Linked DNA regions of Triticum aestivum: region 1 is linked to region 2. A link is a contact called in public Hi-C data. All regions are on one chromosome and are shown on one strand. Each heading gives the region's core, a stretch centred on a gene start, on an enhancer-like site or on the middle of the called end of the contact. The rest is flanking DNA. Distances are from core to core; before and after follow the strand shown. Region 1 holds the start of LOC123170175. Region 2 holds the start of LOC123164714 (cryptochrome DASH, chloroplastic/mitochondrial).

Region 1 (7,018 bases), core at 2,838-5,337, 230 kb after region 2:
ACGGAGGAGTAATTAAGAACCAGCAAAAGAATACGAGCAGTGATAGACAAGGCAGCATTTTAACAGATGTTATTTATTTATTTTTAATCTGAGCATTTTAACAGATGTGTTGAACAAAAAGGAAAATAAAGCCGATGCAACAGATGGAAAACAAAAGAGGAAAGCAATGCGAGACATGTATTTCTTAGATGGGCCGGGCTCTGTTTATTCTCCAGCGCAACTTCACGGGCCGACCCACGAGGCCTTCTCGTCTCCCACCGGAAGCGCTGCGCTGCAGCGTTGCTTGCCACACATTAGTCACACCTCGGAAGTTTACAGGGAGTAGAACCAGTTTATAAGGCGGGGTGCTGCAAATGATAGCATGACCTTACTTGAACAGGATCTGTTCTATAGGCTCATACCGCTGCATCCTTTAGAGGCAAGCACTTCAGTCTGGATGCGCTCTGACAAGTGGGCCAGAGCGTGATTATCGGCCAGGAATGCATCTGATGGATGGATTCGACGGCTGTAGATGATCGTTCCTGCCAGGGTGGCCTAGTGGTAGTGGTTGTCTGACAGACACAAAAAAATCTTTTTATTTTTTTTGCCTACAGAATTTCCTTCTATGTATTATCAGAAATAATCTGCAGTTATATTTTCGAACTTCTTTAGCCACATAATGTATTTATCCAGTGGTTGTCTAACAGACACAAAAAAATCTTTTTATTTTTTTTGCCTACAGAATTTCCTTCTATGTATTATCAGAAATAATCTGCAGTTATATTTTCGAACTTCTTTAGCCACATAATGTATTTATCCAGTGGTTGTCTGACAGACACAAAAAATTCTTTTTATTTTTTTTGCCTACAGAATTTCCTTCTATGTATTATCAGAAATAATCTGCAGTTATATTTTCGAACTTCTTTAGCCACATAATGTATTTATATAGTCATACATCTGAATCATTTTTGAGCTTCTCCTACCACATAATCTATTTGCAATCATATAGCTGAACATATCAGTGATTCACTTCGTGATACAGCAAGGACTGTCGGTAGAGCCAGACAAGTGGTTCATGAATCATGATACAGCAAGAACAGTCAGTACAGCCAGGTTCCTTCTACTCCCTCCATTCCTAAATATAAGTCTTTGTAGACATTTCACTATGAACCACATACGGATGTATATAGATGCATTTTAAGTGTAGATTCATTCATTTTACTCCGTATATAGTCCACCTGGTGGAATCACTAGAAAGACTTATATTTAGGAACGGAGGGAGTATATATCATAGACTTAAAGATGTGTGTTGAGTGTGATAGTTGCCCCAGAAAAATAAAACACAGCGAGTTTAACCATCACACTGACATCATTATCTCTTTGCACGACAGACTCTCAAGAAACCCGGCGAACTGGCTTACAGCACCCACCATCATCAGTATTACATATGAATATACGATACCACCATCGGCGCGGTCGACGCCAAACTTTGTTTGAGCATTCACCACTTCCTCCTCCTCCATCACCTCATCACTCCCACCGTCGTCAAGGTTCAGATATACCATCTGCATTTCAAGGTTTGTGATCAGTCGGTCCAAAATAGTCCTAGTACAGGTCTTTCCTGAAGAATGACGCAATCATGCAGCAGCAGTATACTTAATGGTTTATCTAAACTGATAAAATGGCACTCACATCCAAATGCAACTTCACCAGTCGGGGCGCAACATCCAAGCAGCGGGCAAGTTGAAGAATTCCATTATGGGCATTTGGTTGTCCAGAGAAGACAATTAATTGACAAGTCATATGGCTCAAATGCATAAACGTGCCATGTGGTGGTGTTGTCAGATTCTGCAACTCAAACATGACAAGGGCAAATAAGATGAGTTTAAAACCCAGTTTCAATCAAGAACTATAATGTACGCAAGCAAGAATGAATGAATAAATAAATACACCAGGTAACCTGCTCATATCCATGTATATAAGCTTGCACAATTAGTATCTTCACTGGCAAAATGCTTGGAACTAAAGTGAATACAGGGGCCAGTCCATTGCTGCCTCTGAACATTATCGTAGCCTTCTCTAATTTGGAGCACCCATGAAGTACTATAGGGATCTCTTGTCCTTCCTACTAAAAATGAGCAAAGATCGGCAGCATGAAACTCAACCATCTCAACATTCATTCTGTCAATTAGTAAATGTCGAAGTTTGTCAAGTTAGCGTGGTATACTTAATCCATATATACCTGAGTGTGGCTTTATAGAAACAGCAGCGAGAAACAAGAACTACACACAAGATCTGCCTTGAACACCCAAGGCCTCAAGACGAAAGTGATGAACATGAACTTCTTCGGATGGCGAATAAGTATCTTCGGGTCAAAAGATATGATCTTTGCTTTGTTTTTGATGAAGCAGCAAAGCCAATCCAGCTGTCAAGATGATCAAAGTCCTCTTTGTGCAAGCCACACCTGATGCATAACTTATCAATACCTATCACACTATGCCTCAAGGAACTTAGCTCGTTTTATTTGAGAAAATCATCAATGGATTGTTCATCAGTGTGATAATCCAGATCACTGGGGCCATAAAAACACAGATTACAGTGGAACGTCCAGAGCATTTTCCAACTTCAACAGGTTGAATCTCCTGTGACAAGAAAGAGCCTGAATTTTTAGTCGGGCTGAACTTTAACTAAAACTAACTGGTAGGCAAGCGATAGCCACTAATCACTCAAATCAAAACACACAATGACCTGAAACTACGTGCAAGAGAAATCAGACCAGATGCAGATTGCAACTTTTTCTAGTGTAGTTTCAATGGGTGTTTTGTAGTGGTGCCAAGTACACGTGGAGTGTAGTCTATTGTTCATTTCGGTGCAATCCTGTTACTACTTTCACTTTATCATTAATGTACTTCTTGGATTTTGCAACTTAGCAGTAGGGGTTGCGTGCCCGACCTTGTTCATTTGGGCTATCTGGGAAACGAGGAATGAAGCATGTTTTTGAGGTACTCTTCCAAGGGATCCTACTATGAATCCATGAGCTGGCTTCTTGAAGAACCAACACAGGAAGCACATTCAGCGGGCGGCCCGGCAAGCTGTCCCCGGTGGCGTCTGAAGATTTCTCTAGCCAGCACGGCTGCAGTAGGCCGGTGGTCAGAAGACCGGAAGCAGGCTGAGGGCGTCACCGCGTCAGGATGTATGTATGTCATGTCTGCACTGTCCTGATGAAGCCTTTAGTTTGCTAGTTTTCTTGGTGTCAATTTTTTTTTGGCCGTGCGTCTGGCGTTGTCAGTTCACGGCTTGTGCAGTCTGATTTGAATAATAAAACCCGAATGTGGTGTTACCGTCTTACCGAAGCCGAAACGATTTCAGTAACAAAATTAGGTGGCAGTTGCGCCTTTTATCCAAAGAAGAAGTCTGTGGTGTAGAGGCTCATTCGGCAGCAAGTAACTCTAACGATTTTCCTTTCTCCAACAACTCAAGCAAGTCTAGCAAACAACTTGAGCAATAAGCCTTAAAAGTGAGGCTCACTGAAAAAGTAAAAGACATGGATTGGACCATAATCTAAGCTCCATGCCCCTGCCCCAGGCAACAAACCCCATAAAACACAATTATTTTTAATTTATTACTTTTCCCGAGAGGTACAGATCCGTGGGGAACGCCACAGGAATCACATCAAGGACTAATTTTCACGCACTGATTGGAATGGATCCTCAGGGTAACAGTGAAATGCTTGAGCAAATATTTTTTTCCCCCTGCTGTGGTTCAAGGAGAAGAAAGAGAAAAGAGGGACTCGCGGAATGGTGGTTACCCTGAAAGGAAGGCTCGTCGCCGACGCCGTGGCGGTGCTCCGCCCCTGCGGCGTCCGTGGGCTGCAGGGAGGGAGGAGCGGCGGGTTAAGGGGGAAGGATCTCGCAGTCGATCGATCTGCTTGCTTGCTGACCTAGAGGAGGGAGCGGGAGGAGGAGGAGAGCTACTTCGCCGTCATCTTCTCCTGCTCCGGCCATTGCTGCTGTAAGATCGGCGGAGCTCCGTGGAGCAGTTAGTGAAGTCGAAAAAGGAAAGCAATGGGAGAGACAGATGGGCTGGATTCCGTTTATTCTCCAGCCCAACTTTACGGGCCGAGGCCCACACGAGCCCTTCTCATCCCTCGCCAGGGGGAGGCGCTGCGCTGCAGCGTTACATCCCAGACATTAGTCCCACCTCGGAAGTTTACAGGGAGCGGAACCGGTTTATAAGGCGCGGCGCTGCGAAACATTGCACGACCTTACTTGAACAGGATCTGTTCTATAGGCTCGTACCGCTGCATCCTTTACCAATAAGGAGGCAAGCACTTCAGTCTGGTTGATGCATTCTGACCACTGGGCCCGAGCGTGATTAACGGCCAGATCCATCTGATGGATGGATCCGACGGCTGTAGAGGATCGTTCCTGCCTGGCTTAGACCTGTGCAGGGTGGCCCGGTGGTTGTCTGACAGACATAAAAATCTTTTTTTTCCCACATTATTTTCTTTCTTGTGTACAACATTTTTCTTCTTACCAACGTAGTCACCTTCAAAACCATCTACAAATAATCTGCAGTTTCATTTTCGAACTTCTTTACCCACGTAATCTAGCTCATTTTCCTTACAGAATCTATGTTTTGAAGCACCTACAAACAATCTGCAGTTATGTATTTTTAACTTCTTTAGCCGCATAATCTATTTGTAGTCAGAGGGTGTTTGTAGTCACAAATCTGATTCATTTTTTAGCTTCTCCAACCACAGAATCTTTTTGCAATCACACAGCTCAGATTCACTTTTTGCAACGGCAGTCAGTACAGCCAGACAAATGGTTCACCAGTGCTCCTTCTATATATCAGACTTAAGATGCGTGTTTAGTGTGATCCTTGCCCCAGAAGAATAAAACACAGCCAGTTTAACCATCACATTGACATCATTATCTCTTTGCACGACAGGCTCTCAAGAACCCAGCGAACTGGCTTACGGGACCCGCCATCATCAGTATTACATGATGCCTCCATCGGCACTCGATTGACCCCAATCGACCCCAAACTTTGTTTGAGCATTCATCACTCAAGTTCTTTCAGCAGTCAGTAGTAGCTTCAGCGGCACCTGACAGGGACAAATAGACCTCTTGTAAGCAAGAAGAAAAAAGAAAAAAAAAAGATGGCATGGTCACAGCACATAGTACACAGATGGGGACAGTCAAAGGATCGGCTTACTCACTCACTGTGAAGGGGCACCTGAGACTCTGATCACCTTATATGGAAGCGCTCCGAGGTAGCTGTGCCCATCTGCTGACCTCCCGGGCAGCACACCCGACGCCATGATCCTGGATGGGAAACATACTGGCCGCAACCCTTGGCTGTAAGATACAGCACCCCAGCTTGACCTGAGCAATGTAGCACCGAAACACGCTCATGTGGACCGTCTTGAGATGATCATGGTGACGCATATGGGAGCCTTCCATCACTCCCAACGTCGTCAAGGTTCAGATATACCATCTACATTTCAAAGTTTGCGATCAATCGGAGCAAGTAGTCCAAGCACAGGTCTTTCCTGTAGAATGATGCAATCATGCAGCATCATTATACTTGAGATCCATGTATTTGTTTATCTAAACTAATAAAATGGCACTCACATCCAAATGCAACGTCTCCAGTCGGGGTGCAACACCCAAGCAGCGGGCAAGCTGAAGAACTTCATTATCAACATTTGGCTGTCTAGAGAAGACACTTAATTGGACAACTCAGATGCCTGGAATGCATAAACATGCCATGTGGTTTCGTTGTCAGCTTCTGCAACTGAAACATGACAAGGACAAATAACATGACACTAAAACCAGTTTCAGGACTATAATGTACGCAAACAAGAATGAATAAATAAATAAACACCAGCTAACCTATTCATATCCATGCATATAAGATTGCACATTTAGTATCATCACTGGCAAAATGATTGGAACTAATTGTAGCCTTCGCTGCCAGAAACAGTGAGTGAATACACAGGCCAGTCCTTTGCTGCCTTTAAACATTACTGTAGCCTTCACTAATTTTGAGCAACCATGAAGTGTTTAGGAATCTCGTCTTTCGTACTCAAAATGAGCAAGATCAGCAACATGAAACTCAACCATCTCGACATTCATTCTGTCAATTAGTAAATGTTGAAGCTCGTCAAGTTGGTGTGGTATGCTTAAATTAGTTACTCCCTCAAACCCATATAATTTGTCACTGCTTTAGTACAACTTTCCTAGCAAGCCTGGAAAGTTTGCTCGTCAACCATCTCGACACCAAATTACTCTGTGATCTCTATGTCCTCAAGTGCCGAACAGTTTGCTAGCAAGCCTGGAAAGTCTTCAGATATCTGAACACATTCCAGATTAAGTCTTCTGAATATTGTAAAGCCACATATACCGGGTGTGGCTTTATAGAAACAGCAGCGAGAGACAAGGACTGCACAGAAGAGCTGCCTTGAACACCCAAGGCCTCAAGAGGAAAGTGATGAACTTCTTCGGATGGCGAATAAGTTTTCTTCAGACCAAAAGCTATGATCTTTGTTTTCGATGAAGCGGCAAAGTGAATCCACCTGTCAAGATTATAAAAGTCCTCTTTGTGCAAGCCACAACTGATGCAGAACTTATCGATCCCTATCCCACTATGCCACTGAATAGGCCAATTTACAGCCTTAATGAACTTAGGTCGTTTTATTTTGAGAAGATCATCAATGGATCATTCATCAGTTGTAAATCCAGATCACTTGGGCCATAAAAACACAGATTACAGTGGAATGTCCAGAGCATTTTCCAACTCATCGAAACAATGCTTGTCCTCACAGCCTCTTCAAGTGGAAGCAGTGACATCACAACAGGTTGAAACTCATGTGACAGCAAAGGGCCTGGATATTTAGTCAGGTTCAATTTTAACTAAAACTAACTGGTAGACGAGTAATAGCCACTAATTACTCAAATCAAAACACACAATGACCTGAAAGTGCACAAAAGAGAAATCAAACCAGATGCAAATTGTAACTTTTTGCAGTGTA
Region 2 (7,050 bases), core at 4,505-7,004:
TACTGTTCTCTGATATCCCCATACGTTAGTATTGTTCTTCTAAGCGCTATCATTGGCTGTTCTGTTGGTTGTCACTTGTAAAGAATGCATGAACTTAAGTGGTTTTGATTTCTTTGCACGAGCTAGGTTCATACAGAAATATTCTTCAGCGATGGGAACATATGGAGGGCACATAACACAAAGGAGATTTTAGAGAAACATCTTATGGCAACTGGTGGAAAAGTGACGACCCGTTTTCCTCCAGAACCTAATGGATATCTTCATATCGGTCATGCCAAGGTTTTCATAATCTTCATGAAAAGCATTTCCATATATACCACTTCCATGAAAAATGGATAGTATGCTTACATTCTTCATCTGATGCAGGCTATGTTTATTGATTTTGGACTGGCTAAAGAGCGGAATGGCTATTGTTACCTTCGGTAATAACATTCTTTTTTCATTTGACAATCTTTTCCTGCTTGCCATGCTATCCTTTCCTGGCTATGTTTACTGATTTTGAACCGACTACTTACTTTAGCCGGGTCTGTCCTGACCGAATACTGCTTGAATTTATGTTTCTTCTCTTACATTATATACTGCATCTATTTAATTATATATTTCCATATTCGATCTGGAGTTCTGATTATTTTGAGTCAATTGCACAAAACTACCACATTTGCGGCTAGGTTTGCAGAAAACCACCAAGTCGCTAATCCGTTGCAAAAATCACTGCTTTTTCACTAAACCTCTTGCAAAAAACACTGATCATCCACTTTGGCTCATCTAAGCGAGTTTATGACAGATGGGACCAGATCGTCAGTGCTGGCTTGGCAAAAGAAAAGATTCTTCCCCAATCTCTTTACATAGAGACCCCTCTATGAAAAAAGAAAAACGCAATCAAATCCCGCCGTCTCTCCCTCTCTCTGGATGGAATGCACGGGGAGCCGGAGGCGGCCGCCGGGAGCTCGTCCTTGAAGCCACGATGGCGCCCTTTGCCTGTCGTCCGTCGGGATGTTGTGGCCGCTCGGCGCCGTGGATGGGGCCTAACCTCCATGCGCTTCGGCTCCTGGCGCCGGCGGCTCCGCCCGTCTCCGGTGCCTCTTCCAGGCCCGCAGGAGAGCCCCGCCGCCCTGTGCGCACGCGCCATCTAGCCTCGCGCCACTCCACTCGGGCTTCCCCGCAGCTAGCTGCCGCCAGTTCGCCGGTGCACCGGGCACCACCGCCGCCCCCTCTCCCTCTCCAACTTCGTTGTCTCTCTCCCTTCTCCAACACCGCCGCCTGCCACCGCGCCAGGGCCAGGCCGGCCGGCGACGGGACCTTCCCGTCCGTGCCCGTGCTGGGCGAGACGCCGCCCACCCTAGGGGACACCCTCCCTGCGAGTAGAGCCGACTAGTGGACGGTGCCAGAGGAAGAGCTCCACAAATCAACGGCGGCCGGAGCTGGGCCACCATGGCGTCATCCTCGCCAGAGGAGGAGCCATGGCTGCAGGCTGCAGGCTGCAGCACCTCCCCTCGACGGATCCCGTCGCAACTGAGCTCAACAGCGACAGATCTGAGCGGATGGACGAGGCCAACATCAGGAGGAGCAGACTGCGTTTGTTTTCAGATTCCAGGGGCGTGTGTGTCAAAGTGGTCCCATCTGTCATAAACACGCTTAGACGAGCCAAAGTGGATGATCAGTGCTTTTTGCAAAAGGTTTAGTGAAAAAGCAGTGATTTTTGCAACAGATTAGCGACTTGGTGGTTTTCTGCAAACCTAGCCGCAAATGTGGTGGTTTTGTGCAATTGACTCGATTATTTTTGCTTGGTCTGAAAGTGCTTACATAGAATTCTTGCTGCTTTAGTTCTTCCGCATTCTCATTCACGACAAAATGAACTGCTGTCTATCTGAAAAACAGGTTTGATGACACAAACCCTGAAGCTGAAAAGAAGGAATATATAGACCACATTCAGGAGATAGTCCATTGGCTGGGTTGGGAGCCCTACAAAGTTACATATACAAGTGATTATTTTCAAGCTTTGTATGAGCATGCAGTTGAGTTAATACAGAAAGGGCTGGCCTATGTAGATCACCAGGTTCTTTCTCTCCTCCTTTCTTTATCATGGTACAAAAATTTGAAAGGAGGAAATGAGCATGCATATCGAATCCTTGAGAAATAAAATGTGCAAATGCTGACTGGTATATGATTTCCAGACTGCAGAATAGATCAAGGAAGGCAGGGAAAATAACTTGGATAGTCCATGGAGGGATAGACCTATTGAAGAGTCACTAAAGTTATTTGAAGACATGCGGCGTGGGCTAATTGCTGAGGGCGCAGCAACTCTGCGAATGAAGCAGGACATGCAGAATGATACCAGAAACATGTACGACTTGATTGCATACAGAGTAAAAGTAAGTTGCAAAACTCATCTTGTGAATTGAATGGCCATATCTTATCAGTACATAACTAATCATTTGATGCCACATAGTTCACCCCTCATCCGCATGCTGGTGACAAGTGGTGTATCTATCCAAGCTATGATTATGCTCATTGCATGGTGGATTCATTTGAAAACATTACTCACTCGGTAATTTTCCCTTCTTCAAAATAGCTCTGGCTTGTTTAAACTATAACACGACTAACTGAGTGTGGTTATTCATTAGCTGTGCACGCTTGAGTTTGACGTACGTCGTCCGTCATACTACTGGGTACTTGTTGCCTTGGGCTTGTACCAGCCATATGTTTGGGAGTATTCAAGGCTGAACATATCACATAATATTATGTCTAAAAGAAAGGTATGCTAATAATCGAGAAATCAGTATTACCCCGTTTGATCTATATTTATGGATATTCATTGTCCTTGTTCTGTTGCAGTTGAATCGGCTTGTGACAGAGAAGTGGGTAGATGGGTGGGATGATCCTCGTTTGTTAACACTGGCAGGACTGCGGCGACGGGGGGTGTCAGCAGCTACAATTAATTCATTTATCCGTGGAATGGGGATAACAAGATGGTAAATGCATGGATGATAGTTAACAAACGGCTTTGCATGAACTGTGCTTTGTGCCAGGCGCACAATCGCAAAATCTCCGTTTCTGCTACTGACTGCCCTTGGTATTCTTTATGTCCAGTGACAATAGCTTAATTCCTTTCGAACGTCTTGAATATCACATCAGAGAAGAACTTAACAAAACAGCTTCTCGAGCCATGGTTGTTCTGCATCCTCTAAAGGTATGGCATCTGGTTCCTGCTGCAAGTCACTCCATGTCTTCAGCCCTTAGAAGTCCCTAACACATTCATGGTGCCTCCTTCTGCTAAATTAGGTTGTAATAACTAACTTGGAAGATGGAAAAGTCATAGACCTTGATGGAAAGAAGTGGCCTGATGCTCCTGCTGATGAAGCTTCGTCGTACTACAAGGTGCCTCTCTTGCTCAGTATATGATGGGAAGAATAGGTGGTGTTGCTATGGCACAAGTGGTTTAAAATTCTGTTTGAGGAATGCAGTAATGAAAATATTATACGTTTTACCTTATGCATGCTTCATAATTTATAACATAAATACCTTTTGACAGGTTCCTTTCTCAAGAACTGTCTACATTGAAAAAACTGATTTTCGCCTCGAGGACCCGAAAGACTATTATGGGCTAGCTCCTGGTAAATCCGCCCTGCTAAGGTAAGTGATTCAGAACTACTGTTCTTTTGTGGAGAAAGTTGATCTGGATTTACTTGACTATTCATAGTTCACCTACTCCGTATCGGCACAAATTTACAGTATGGTACTTGTCAATTTAATTGCTAGGTATGCGTTCCCGATAAAATGCACAGAGGTTATTCATGGCGATAATCCAGATGACATTGGTGAGATTCGAGCTGAGTATGACCCCTCAAAGACCTCTAAACCCAAGGTAACTGGTCACTTAAATCCTTACATTCAAATCTGAAAATTCTAGTTAGGGAGTTGGGACACAATGAAGATATGCTGACTTGGTTTGCAATTCGTTCAGGGTGTTCTGCACTGGGTTGCCGAGCCAGCGCCTGGAGTCGAACCGCTAAAGGTGGAAATAAGACTGTTTGAGAAGCTGTTCTTATCAGAGGTATAGTTTTGCTCGCTGCTCTTGCTGTCTGTCATTACAACAGACGCGTGTAGGACTTCAAATTCACTTCCTTGTGAATGCATTTCTTGCCCTCGTAGAATCCTGCCGGGCTGGAGGATAAAGAGCCGGAGGGCACAGCCTGGCTGCGCGATCTCAACCCGCACTCGAAGGAGGTCGTGAAGGGCGCGTATGCAGTACCATCGCTCGCAGCCGCGGTTGTGGGCAACAAGTTCCAGTTTGAGCGGCTCGGTAAGAAATCTTCTGAACCTATCTCTCTGTGATTGCCACTGCCGTATCTGTTGATTCATGCGACTGACCGTGCTGGAATGAATGTGATGTGAATCCCAGGCTACTTTGCCGTGGACACGGACTCGACGCCCGAGAAGCTCGTGTTTAACAGGACCGTCACGCTGCGCGACTCGTATGGGAAGGCCGGGGGACCCAGGTGACTGCTGATTTAGTGATAGGGTTTTGGTTTTGCTTGGTTACAAATAGTACAGTAGAGAGGTGGGGCTAATTGGAGAAAACTTAGTGATGCCACAGTACAACATAATGGGTTTACAGAGGTTTGTTGTATGTTTGTTTGAAATCATTCAAAATTTGGATGATCAAATATGTATACTCACCTCAAAGAAGTGAGTAAAGGATCAGCTTTCTCCTTGGTTCTGAAGAGCACTTGTTTCATGTTTCCTCCAGACTTCGTCTCTATTGTCTCCCACCACTAGAACAACATGCTGTTGCACCAAACAGCTGGCTTGTCAAATATTTATAGTATATTTATTCACTTTGCGGTTCCTGAGACGATGCAATTGACCGTTTGTTGTTGGGCGGTTTTATCGGACATGGCCATGAGTTTCATTGGGGGTGTGCGTGTCAACTACTCCCTCCGTTACAAAATATTTAAAGTTGTAGGTTTGTACTAAGTCAAACATTTGTACATTTGACTAACTCTGTAGAAAAAATTACTAACATGGATGAAAATCTATATATGTTATAACGAATCTAATTTGGTGTTGTAGATGTTGGTATATTTTTCTGCAAACTTGGTCAAACTTAAAGAAGTTTGGCTCAAGGCAGACCTAGAACTTAAAATATTTTTGTTTGAAGAGGGCAGTTGGCAATTTTTTTTATTAATTACGGGCCCGTTGATTCTATTCCTAAAACATAGGTTACCAAATGAATCCCAAGGAGTTGGAAAAAGTGTGTCTAAATGGCAGACAGAATAATTCCACACAAAGAACATGTAACATATGAATCTAAGACCAACTAAACTAATTGATGGTTAATCATTTTCCATAACATGGTAAGCACAATTGGTGTTGATTTATTCATTTTTTCCGATATAGGGAATGGTCCGACGATGCTCCCGATCACGGTTAGCTAGCATACCAAGCAATAGAGATAGAGACACATGTCCTGTTAATACAACTACCCGCAAAAAGAAGGCGTAATACAGGCTACCAAAGCAATAGAACTCAGTTCAAAAAAAAAAGAAGCAATAGAACTCATTTAGTAGAAGTTTCCATCTGACAACAACAGCTGCCATCTGGGTCCACCCCCATAAAGCCTCTGTGATCCGGCCCACATTATCCATCACCCATATCCCCAGGCTCACATCCAGCCACGTAGCACCACTCAAATGCCCCCACGTGGCACCCATCCCCGCTCTTCCCTCCACCTTCCTCCCGCCTCCATCTTCCACACACACCCCTCAATTCTCAAAAGCCTCACCTCCCAGTCCAGAAAAAAAATGCTCCACCACCACCTCCTCTCCTCCTCCGCCTCCTCCTTCCCTCCGGCCGCCGCGCAATCCCTCCTCCTCCTCCCGAGACAGCCGGCCGCCAGGCTCCGCGCCCTCCTCGCCATGGCCGAAGCCGCCTCGACCTCTACCTCGAGCTCGACCTCGATCCCGTTCCGCCCCCCGCGCGCCGTGCTGGCGGCGGCGGTGCCTTCTCTGGGACCCGATGAGACCGCCGCGGCGGCCTACGAGGCATTCCGTAGGCACACCTCGACGGGCCTTCGGAGGGGAGGTGGCGGCGTGGCCGTCGTGTGGTTCAGGAGCGACCTCCGGGTGCTGGACAACGAGGCGCTGGCGCGCGCGTGGGCGGCCTCCGGCGCCGTCCTCCCCGTCTACTGCGTCGACCCCCGCGCCCTCGCCGGCGCCACCCACCGCTTCGGCTTCCCCAAGACCGGAGGTGAGACACACCACAACACAGCAAATTTCCATGGCATCTGAGATTGGACACTGAAGCTTGATTGACTGTTGCAGCATTGAGGGCGCAGTTCCTGATAGAGTGCCTGGGAGACCTGAAGCAGAATCTCCAGAAACGCGGGCTCGACCTGCTCGTCCGGCACGGCAAGCCCGAAGACATCCTCCCTGCGATCGCCAAGGCCGTCAGCGCACACACAGTAAGCTAGCCCATCTGCACAAAATCACATCCACCGACCCGGTCAATTGCTTCAGCTTGATACTGGATTTCCCGGTCGATCTTCAGGTCTATGCCCACAAGGAGACCTGCAGCGAGGAGCTCCTCGTAGAGCGCCTCGTGCGCAGAGGCTTGGAGCAGGTGGCCGTCCCTCGAGGACAAGGAGGAGCTTCTGGCCGGAGTAATAAGCCTCTCAGCCCGAAGCTTCAGCTCGTCTGGGGAGCGACGATGTACCATGTCGACGATCTCCCGTTCCCGGTGAGCAACCTGCCGGACGTGTACACGCAGTTCAGAAAGGTAGGAGCTCTCCATTCATATTGAGGCTTGGAGTAGTAATGCTGGTGGTGGCTGTCGTTCATGAAATGTGATGCTTCCGCCAGGCGGTCGAGTCGAAGTCCTCGGTCCGGAGCTGCGGCAAGCTGCCGCCTTCGCTCGGGCCGGCCCCGGGTTCCGGCCTCGATGAGATCGGAGGGTGGGGGTCGATACCGACTCTGGAGTCACTGGGTCTAAGTGTGACAAAGGCAGGTTCAGTCAACTGTATTCTACTCCCTCCGTAAACTAATATAAGAG

The links. Hi-C and Micro-C count contacts between places; a contact is called where the count stands out from the background.
Region 1: a contact with region 2 is called in a Hi-C map of leaf, with 5 times the contacts expected there. The contact joins the promoter of LOC123170175 here to the promoter of LOC123164714 in region 2. A contact is called at or near these places in 2 of 5 Hi-C or Micro-C datasets (both in leaf).

What each region holds. Positions count from the first base shown.
Region 1 is chr7D:590,290,182-590,297,199 of IWGSC CS RefSeq v2.1, forward strand. It overlaps LOC123170175, which reads right to left and starts at 4,088. Exons shown (of 4, transcript XR_006485072.1): 1 at 3,920-4,088; 2 at 3,788-3,848; 3 at 1,672-1,827; 4 at 813-1,544. It overlaps LOC123171796 (small nucleolar RNA U3), which reads left to right and starts at 4,238; the gene lies at 4,238-4,456. It also overlaps the pseudogene LOC123171799 and the pseudogene LOC123166747.
Region 2 is chr7D:590,062,699-590,069,748 of IWGSC CS RefSeq v2.1, forward strand. LOC123164714 (cryptochrome DASH, chloroplastic/mitochondrial) reads left to right here and starts at 5,755. Exons shown (of 11, transcript XM_044582264.1): 1 at 5,755-6,249; 2 at 6,324-6,463; 3 at 6,550-6,777; 4 at 6,861-7,001. The coding sequence starts at 5,805. It also overlaps the pseudogene LOC123164712.